2 separate regions of the Mus musculus genome follow, and region 1 is linked to region 2. A link is a contact called in public promoter capture Hi-C data. All regions are on one chromosome and are shown on one strand. The core of a region is the stretch at or near the end of the contact, and the rest is flanking DNA. Distances in the headings are between cores, read along the strand shown.

Region 1 (5,189 bases), core at 1,167-3,666, 440 kb before region 2:
CAGGGCCAAAAAGGGGGAGTGGGAGGGTAGGGGAGTGGGGGTGGGTGGGTATGGGGGACTTTTGGTATAGCATTGGAAATGTAAATGAGCTAAATACCTAATAAAAAATGGAAAGGGAAAAAAAAGAGTTGTTGTGTTTCTAATGCACATAGAAAGCTTTCTGCTTTTATAGAAACCTAATTTGAAGAGTTTTGATATGTTTCTACCCTCATTCCTTCCCACGGATGTATCAGATTATTATGTTCGGATTGTATTGTATTAGAATGCCTGATTTTTGAAATTGAAGTTTGAGTTGCTGACTCGAGCCTCATGAAAATCATTATGTGAATTCTGGCTTGGGATTAAAACAGGATCTCTAATCATCTCAAAAAAAAATGACCCTAAATATACTTCTGCCATTTTGTTACACATATGTGTACAGTGATAACCTCAACATGGTTACTTATAAAAATCAAAAATAGCAACCGACCAAGTATTTACAATGCTAGTTCCATGAAATAATATTTAGCTAAGTTTTAACACCCTATGTCAAAATAAACAAGGACATCTCCATTATTAATAGCTAAATCTTTGTCTTTTATAAATGGTAAAATTATGCTTGTGCAAAAGAACTGTTTTAAAATAAAATTGTTCTCAGGAGATAGTTATGCTTGGCTCCTGTCTGCAAGTATAGCAGAGTGTCATTAATAGTGTCAGGGGTGGGCTCTCTTCCATGGGGTGGGTCTCAGAGTGGGCCAGTCATTGGTTGACCATTCCCTCAATGTCTGCTCCATTAGCATAACTGTCATCTGAGAGGCTTCATCCAGCAGCTGATGGAAACAGATGCAGACACACAGCCACACATTAGGTAGAGCTCAGGGAGTCTTATGAAAGAGTTGAGGGATGGAGACAGGGTGGGTCAAGGGTGTCATAAGAAGACATACAGAGCCAACTAGCCAGTGGGGGCTCATAGAGCCGGAACCACCAATCAAAGACCATCCATGGTCTGGACCTATGGGTGCTGGGAATGGGGGGAAAGGAGTAGGAGGATGGGACTTGGAGGAGAGGAGGGAGGGGTTTGTGATGGAATGTAAAGTGAATAATGAAAGAAATAAAATTCTTTAGGACTTATTGTCAATGTTTGCTTTGTATGCCTATTTATATGCCTATTTCTACTCCTCATAGTAGTATATACCATCAGGTGCAGCAAAGACAGTTAACTCAGATGTAAGCATCCCTTTTCCCCTTCTTTGAGATGGATGCTTCATAGACATGACATTACACTCAAGTGATAAGCCATCACTGAAGTTCTAGCCAAAAAGTTGTGCATGCACGTTCAGTGGTTAGACACCTAAGGACAGCTTCTTCAGACAGAGGGAAGATGGCTGGATGAGAGTCTTCTCTTTGCTCTTATTTCTCTCAGAGACTTGGATAAAATGTCTGCTGCCCAGTCAGCTCTGTCGGGGCCTCAGGCAACATGTTAAGGATGTCGACTAGCAAAAGCATGAGGCTGTTGGGCCCCACTGGCGACCAGCAACTCTCTATGTGGGCTGCCAGTACAGTTCTCTTTATAGGAGAGAAAGGGAAGGCATCGTGTAATCTGTCAAAGCCATCATCTCTGGTCTTTATCCTCCACGACTGCACTCAGCATCTAGTCTACCCATCAGGGAAAGAACGGGAGAAATGGATCTGACATGGCCTGAAATGAGAGAGTCCTCTTCAAACTTTAATCAGAAAGCCTTGTAGGATTTTAACCTCATTGTGCAGTACATGAAAGTTTTATTCTGGAAGGGAAATCAAAGGAGAAAGAGGGGCTCCTTCGTGACATTTCTCGAGGAAGTCTGCGGAAAAGCCGAGGCGCCATCGCTGCGGGGCATCGTTGGAAACACAGATGCTTAGTGCTTTTTGCCAGGAGAGAGGTGGTTTTGTACATAAGCGGCAACCAGGAGAGGCACAAAGGAAGTGTGCAGCCCACACAGCAAAAGCAGCAGGCGTCAAAGTTGCTTGCTTTGTAAATCTGGAGACGTGAATGGCTCACAGGCTGGGCTCTCGAAGGTCTACCGTAATAAAATCCCTATTTTAATTACAGGCAGCATACTTAAAATGCTATCATTAAGGTTGTGTCAGCAATTACTTTTTTATGACCTTATTTCCCAGAGAATAATAAAAACGTGTTTGGGACTGCTACCTTGGGCGGAAAGTTGGCAGCTGGCTCTCAATTCACAGGCTTTTCTTTGCTTCCTCAAATTGGGACGGGCCACGCTACGCTTCCCGGAAATCACAAAAGAGAAAATTCTAAATGAACGGGGCCCCCAAATTGCTCTGCCTCTGATTGTCTGAAATTCAGGTCTTCGGACTGTCAGGGGGTGATCACCGCTGCCATGTCTCAGGAGAGGAGATTTGGTTTCCATGGTAACAACAGCGCCCATGGTTAGTGCTTAAAAATTAAAATCACCTTCCCGAACTGTACTTTAAAGGGTGGCGGAATCAGAAGCCAGATGTCAGTGTTTGTGCGTGAGGAGTGATGTAAGGAAGAGTTTTATAGGCAGGATGGACTTCATGCGGAGTGTGAGCGAGTGACGTGAGGCCGGAAGCTGGGTTCCCTGCGCATGGGCAGGAATAAGCACCTAAGCTTTCTAACCGGTAGAACCTGGGGGCTGGCGAGATATATAGGCTGCTGAAGTGTCTGCTGAACAACCAAGTAGATCTAGACCCCATCCTCGGCACCCCTATAAGACTCTAGCACAGTGGAGTGCACTTGTAACCTCAGTCCTGTGGAGATGGAGGCAGAAGATCTCTGGGATGTACCGGCTAGATAGCCTTGTTGAATCCATGAGTTCCAGGTTCAGTGAGAGACCCTGTCTCAAAAACCAAGTCCAAAGTGATGGGAGAAGGCACCTCATACTAACCCCCACCCTGCCCTATACTCACATACCAATCAATCGAGGTAAAAAGAACTAATAAGCAGACATAATTAGATTTGTTATTAGAATTACCAGTAGAAAGATCGAGGCTTAAAAATGAGCTGTTTTATGTCCACGTGTTTCTGGCTACTGTATATATCATTTCAACTACAATAATAATAATTACTGAGCTTCGGCGGCGGACAGCCATCTTAGTTTCCCATGGACAAAGTCACGTGACACTAGTGTCAGCGTGATGGGGCGGGCAGTTTGGTTATTTCACTTCTCAAGAGCGGAGACTGGGGTAAAGAGGTGTCCAAGTGTCTCCTGAAGCAATGTATAAATCCACTGACCAGAAAGGCTCCCTCTGGCAGACTTCAGGTTACAGAACGAGGATAAACAGGTTTTAAGATACACAAACTGAAGGTAAAAATAATGCTTATTATGTTGAAATAAAGAAGAGGAAGGGTTTTCTGAGGCATGGGAGGAAAAGAAAAAAAAATCTAGGGGGGAGAAAGTATTTTGGAGAAAGGCTGTCACAGGCACAAAGTCACTGAAGAACAAGTGGAGTCAATAATAAAAGTTCCCAGAAGCCCAGTGGCAGCAAGACAGGAGAGTCTAGAAGGATAACAAGCCTCCACTCCGGATGTAAAATTCCGTCTCGCTCCTTATTGCCTGGAGTCGTCCCAAGACTCTTTTATGACAAAAGAGAAAATCTGATCAAACTTGGTAGGAAGATAAAAAGTTTAAGTGGCAGCAGGAGGGGCAAAAGAAGAGATGAGAAGAGAACTTGAGGAAAAAAGGGAGGCAAAAGGGTGGTGTCAGGGGAAGGAAGGCATCAAGGGAGAACAGGCCAAATCAGGATGATAATGGATCACAGGATCCACACACAAAGGCTGTCGTTACTAAGACAAACCTTCCCCTACCCCCCCCCCCCCAATCCTGCTCTCCGTCCTTTCTAGTGAAACACTGCCCCTACAGGGAAGATGTTGATTTCAGGCCCCAGGTTCTCTCCTCACAGGTGAACAAAGATGGTCCTGAGAGTCTCTCAGCATAGGAGGGGAGAGATGCAGAGAAGATGTGAGAGACTAGAGCCCCGAGGAAGAGAATTCAGAAGGTAAACACGTACTGCGAGCATCAGAGTTGGTACTGCTCTGATATTAGATGCCCTTGAAAACATTTACATGCAATTTTATAGATAGTGGGAAACGGGGGTTTGCTAAGCAGATAAATTGGTGTCATAAAGATACGTTTGCGTGTGACAAGATCCATTATGGCACTTGCTGGAAAAAGAAGGTCTTCAAATTGAATGTACATCAGTGCTGGAGGTTTTGGCAGACGGCTACTTTACAGCTGTGTGTGTGTGTGTAAAGAACAACATCCTAAAATTCACTGGGTTATGCAGACTGACAACTATTCATAGGGGACTCTCAGGTTCAGCCGCTCACAGCGAGAAGTCTAATGTCGGAGGGGTTGGCAGTGAACATGTGTGCCTCTGGGTGTTTTAACTACAGCCTGGCTCTAGATGATGAGGCATTCTGTTATGGTTTGAATATGCTTGGCCCAGGAAGTGGCACTATTTGGAAGTGTGGCCTTGGTGGAATAGGTGTGTCACAGTGGATGTGGGCTTTAAGACCCTAACCCTAATTGCCTAGAAGTCAGTCTTCTAGCGGCCTTCAGTAGAACTCTCAGCTCCTCCTGCACCATGCCTGCCTGGATACTACCATGTTTCCTGCCTTGATGATAATAGACTGAACCTCTAAATCTGTTAAGCCAGCTACAATTAAATGTCTTTATAAGAGTTGCCTTCGTCATGGTGCCTGTTCACAGCAGTAAAACCCTAACTAAGACACAGTCCCTCCCCTTGGGTACAAGAATGTTACAGGTCCAAGATCCTAGACTCACACGGTACTATTTGCTTGGGTTGCAGTTCATAGTGGCTTTTTCCTTTCTTTCTAGCTTCTACAAAGTGTTTTCTGTTTCACCTCCAGTGGGTCCCAAGGTATTTCCTGTCTCTTTCCTGTCCTCACCTCATAAAACCAACTCATTACTCTGCATCTCTCCAGCTTCTCAGGACAACCTGTATCTTCTTCCTCCTCTCCTCTCCATCCATTATTTCTTTGAGGATTTGTTCTTGTTTTTAACAAGGCGAATAATTTTGTCACACATCTTTGTTCTGACTTGGACTCAACCCCTTGTTCTTATAATCTTTGTCTCTAGGAAGTTTTTGAGAGGAAGTGGGGGTGCAGGATGGAGGAAGGAAGGGGGAGAGAAGAGAATGGGGTGGGGAGGGGAAAGGGAGAGGGA
Region 2 (4,876 bases), core at 966-3,465:
TACCAAGTTGGATTTTCCTGCTTTCCAATAAAATCCTCTAACATTTTTAAGTTTTCCACAATAACTACACAGGATGGGGCCCAGATCTCTTTGTCTCACATACACACATGTTTACGACACAATTTACATGCTCATATGTGTCTATTGTCCCTTCCCAGGTATTCATCTTACCCAGTGCCCCAATGGGATGGCTGGTCTTGATTGTCAACTTGAGTCAACTAAGAAGCTTGCTTCTGCTCTGCTCTGTAAGGACATTTCCAGGAAAGGTTAACTAAGTGGGAAGACCCTGCCCAGTGCAGACAGCACCTCAGTACCTTTCACTGTGTCAGCCCAGATGCAGAGAGGCTCCATTAAAAAGCAGTGCTGTTAGCTTGCTTGCCTTTGCTTCTTGATGGTCAGTGCATCTACCTATTGTTTTGTGGCTGCTGCTGCTCCAACACCATTAGAACCCAGCTTTTCTGGCCTTTCGATGTAGACTGCATAGATTGTCCAGGCCTTCAGGAACAGGTTGGAGATGCTGAGGCAGCCAGCCTCCTGGACCTGGCAGCTACCATGTCCACAGCCTCGTCAGACAGACAGCCAATATCACGTGAACCCATTTAGTAAATCTTTTTTGCTAATGTATATTCATTCATTCTGTTGGTTTTATTCCTCCAGAACGCCATGGCTAAAACACCTCCTCACCTCATGTAAGTTGTGACTTGAAGGCTCAATCCCTACTTTAAAAATGTTGTAAGTAAGTTTTTTTGTCTTTTAAAAATATTTATTTTTGCCAGGTGTGGTGGCGCACGCCTTTAGTCCTAGCACTTGGGAGGCAGAGGCAGGTGGATTTCTGAGTTCGAGGCCAGCCTGGTCTACAAAGTAAGTTTCAGGGCAGCCAGGGCTACACAGAGAAACCCTGTCTCCAAAAACCAAAAGTAAATAAAAATGTTTATTTTTAAATTAAAATATAATTCCATAATTTCTCTACTTCCCTTGCTTCCAATCCCTCCCATGTCTCCTCCCTTCAGCCTTTTCCATGTTCTTTCTCTCTCTCTAATTGATGGCGACCTTTTATCTGATTGTAACTATCATATAGGTAGGTAAGTGATAGAGACAGACAGGCAGACAGATGATAGATAACTTTTTATCTGATTATATCACATAGGTAGATAAATGATGAAAGAGAGAGACAGACAGATGATAGAGAGATAGATGGATAGACAAATAGATGCAAATATATAAATACAACCCCTTGAGTCCCTTTTTGTTGTTTGTATATATATGATTTCAGGGCTGACCACCCTATTGGATAAACTGCAAGATACTGCTAAAGGTAAAATTGTGAAACTCCTATCATGTAGGTAGGATAGAAACCAACAGCCATCCGATTAGACGTAAGGCCCTCTCAACAGAAAGGACCTCATTCCTGGTACTGGAAACCCAGACAACTGCCCCAAGTTAGTGAGGTCCTGACCTTAGAGAACCCACTAATGTCCCTTTACTGGAGCAGCGCAATTCCTAAGCGGATCCTTAACACTGAACAGGTAAGTGTAGCTCTCGCCTCTCCTTGGAGAGGCCTCTGTTCACAGCTATGGAAACTATTAGAGAACCCCACAACTGGGTACAACTAAGAGATCATGGGTGCCTGGCCCAAACAGATACATATACAACACAACTTCTACACTGAAGGCTCAGGGAACATCAAGGGAGAGCAGACAGAAGCAGCGTAAGAGGAAGAGGACCTGGAAGTCTGTTGTGTGACCATGTCTCCTGGAAATTCCTGCATAAACAAGACCAAACAATGTCTACAGACATACTAACATGGAGTGAGGGAATCTCACAGGCCCTGCCCTTACACACTGAGGTTTTTTTTTTCTTTCATTTTTATTGGTTATTTTATTTATTTACATTTCAATTGTTATCTCCCTTCCCAGTTTCCCCTCTACAAACCCCCATCCCCTGCCCCTCCCCCTGCCTCTGGGAGGGTGCTCCCCCATTCACCCACCCACTTCTGCCTCAGTATCCTAGTGTTCCCCTACCCTGGTTCATCGAGCCACCACAGGACCAAGGGACTCCCCTCCCAGTGATGCCCAATATGGCCATTCTGTGCTATATATCCTCCCCCCTACCATGTGTACTAGCTACTTGCAGTTCCTTTAGGTCACGCGATTCTGGTTCATCTTTATCATCCATCTTCTTACCTCCTCCATCTTGTCTGACCCTTCTCTTCTCCCCTTCCCTTCCTGTTCTGCCCAGAAGACCCCGCCTCCATATCTTCGCCTGGTGATTGGCTTCCTGTCCTCTTCATCAGCCAATCAAATAACTAGGGGAAATTCCCCTACAGTTCCTGAGGAAGGAAGAAGAATTGTTGAGCAGCAGCAGGAGACAATGGGTCACAGGTGAGCGGAAGTGGGCAGGAGGCTATCTGCGTGAGAGATCACACCGTGGGAGGGATGGAGAAGAGCAGGTGGAAAGAAACATGAAAAACATATTTCTCTGAAAATGCTACAAGCGGAACAATTTTTTAGGAACTAAGAAGAAATTAAAAATAACTAAAGTAAAATTTTCTCTCAAGAAAAAAACAAACAAACAAACAAACAAACAACTCTCCAGGTCTAGAAATATTCCTTAAAACTCGGCATCTTTGAACAGAAGCCGGGCAGTGTGGGCAAACATTTGATGTAACCAACTGCCTAAGAAGATAGACTCAGACTCAGGGTTTCCCACACACGAAAAAAGTGGAAGGCTTTCTGCTCAGTACCCTTGGTACTTGTGATCCTTGTGTGTTCCCATTTGACTCCGCGACAGTTAACTAACACATACCACATAGTGCATCCATGAGCTCTGGATATGTCAGGAAGTCTCTGTAAGATATTCCGTTGACTTCCCCAGAGTCTCCATTTTACCTGAAGGCATTTGATCATCTAGCAATTGCTCATGTGCGATCTGTGTTTCAATTGCCACAAGCTTGCTCTTCTGTTACCAGAGCTCTTCTTAAGTTAATTGGTCATTATCTCCTTGAATACTTAATACTACAAATTCCCGGGAGAGATGTTGAGGGATAGCACACTTTATAAAAATTAAATCTGCCCGGCGTGGTGGCGCACGCCTTTGATCCCAGCACTTGGGAGGCAGAGGCAGGCGGATTTCTGAGTTCGAGGCCAGCCTGGTCTACAGAGTGAGTTCCAGGACAGCCAGGGCTACGCAGAGAAACCCTGTCTCGAAAAACAAAACAAAACAAAAATAATTTAAAAATAAAATAAAAAATTAAATCTGTCATCCAACTGACCAAGAACACTAGCCAGAAACATTTATTTTGTGAATATCTGCTATCTGAACTATAGTATATAAATGCTGTGAAGTAGAACAGAAAATCCTTCACCACCCCTAGTCCTGGCCACCATGGCGCTAGCACTTCGTCTGACATTTGCGGCAGCATCCCCTTGGGACACACTGAACTTTTGGTTTGTAAACTCCAGCAGCTCCCACCCCATGCACAGTGGTTAAATCAACTCTCCCCCAGCCACTAAACCTATACTTTCATGTTATAGATTTTCCCAAATCTATTTTGTCATAATCGTTTTAAGCGTTTTTCTCTCGGCTCCCTTGTGCTTGACGGCTTTCACGAGGCAGAATTGCTGCTCATTGATTGAGTCCTCTTCAGAATATTTTACCTCAGGACATTGACATCAGGCTAAATTGGGACATTTCTGAACCTCCTGTGACATGAATGTGCGTTAACTGCCTTGCAATCAATTCCTAGGAATGAAGTGGGGGAGCGGAAGAGAGATGGAGGATGGGAGCTAAGAACACAGCTCCAGCCGGGGAGCGATTTTTTTACCACTGGAATCAAGAAATGTATCACAAATATGAAAAACGCAGCTGTAGCTGGCATCGGGAGTGACTCAGCCCTTCATCCTGGCAGGCTTTTTACGTTGTCAGCGTGAATTGGACCTGAAAGCTTTGGGTTCTGATTTTCATTTAGTCCTACCAGCAAGAAAAATCAGCCCAGGGCAACCAGCATGCTGATTTTGTTAATTCTCTTGAATGTGTCCCTTGTTTAAATCAACGATGATTAAATATTCTTGACGTCTTTCCCTCTTCACTGTACCCCTGACTCCTTAGGTGACCACGGTAGAACCCAGAATGAAATCTGTCTCCTTAAAATATTTACTGGAAAAACACAGAGAGAGAGAGAGAGAGAGAAAAACACCAGCAGGTAAAATGATAAATGTTTCTGGTATAAGGTGAGGTATTTTTTTAAAATACGTGATACTCTGTAAGCTACAAAACCTTAGCCCTAAGAGAGTATCAACAGGGGTCCATCAGACCACCAGCCTGACCTACTGTGAGCTAGTGTTGCCAAACAAGCATTACTGATACGGAGTGGATTTCATTGCTACAATGCAAGGTCATGTGGAGGTGATAATTTTAGCTGTGGTCATGGATATCTTTTTCATTTAAGCTTGCCAAAAGTAATGCTAACATTCCCTCCCACACTTTGATCGTCCTGTTTTACTAACTGTATATATCATATATGATCAGGAAATCACTGTCCACAAAGCACCTAGGCATGTACACTTACTTGTGTTAACTGAAGTTCACTTCATGTATAGTGTATTTGTGTTTCCGCTTGTGTGAACGTGTGTGCGTGTGTGTAGATACTTGTGGACATCTGTATGTATGTGGGTGCCAGAGGTTGATGCATGGTATCTTTCTCAGTCACTCTCCACTGGATTTGTTTGTTTGTTTGTTTGTTTGTTTGTTGAAAAAGTCTCACTGAATCTGGAGCTTGCTCTTCCTGCTAGGCTGGTTGGTCGGCAAACCCCAAAGATCCCCTGTCTCTGCCTCCCACGTAGTGGAAAGGCAAGAGTACAACTGTGGCTGGCTTTTA

The links. Promoter capture Hi-C pulls out the DNA fragments that hold promoters and counts their contacts.
Region 1: a promoter capture Hi-C map of stem cell-derived epiblast-like cells shows a contact between it and region 2, with 4 times the contacts expected there. The contact joins the promoter of Grip1os2 here to the promoter of 4930477N07Rik in region 2. A contact is called at or near these places in 6 of 39 promoter capture datasets (cranial neural crest, hippocampal neurons, maxillary cranial neural crest and 3 more).

Annotation. Positions count from the first base shown.
Region 1 is chr10:119,758,926-119,764,114 of GRCm38.p6, reverse strand. It overlaps Grip1os2 (glutamate receptor interacting protein 1, opposite strand 2), which reads left to right and starts at 2,416. Exons shown (of 3, transcript NR_045359.1): 1 at 2,416-2,505; 2 at 3,904-3,999. All of the region lies in intron 1 of Grip1 (glutamate receptor interacting protein 1), which reads right to left. It overlaps Gm46207 (a long non-coding RNA gene), which reads right to left. Exons shown (of 2, transcript XR_001779707.2): 1 at 2,168-5,189; 2 at 1,723-2,036.
Region 2 is chr10:119,317,573-119,322,448 of GRCm38.p6, reverse strand. It overlaps 4930477N07Rik (RIKEN cDNA 4930477N07 gene), which reads right to left and starts at 2,215. Exons shown (of 4, transcript NR_126086.1): 1 at 2,184-2,215.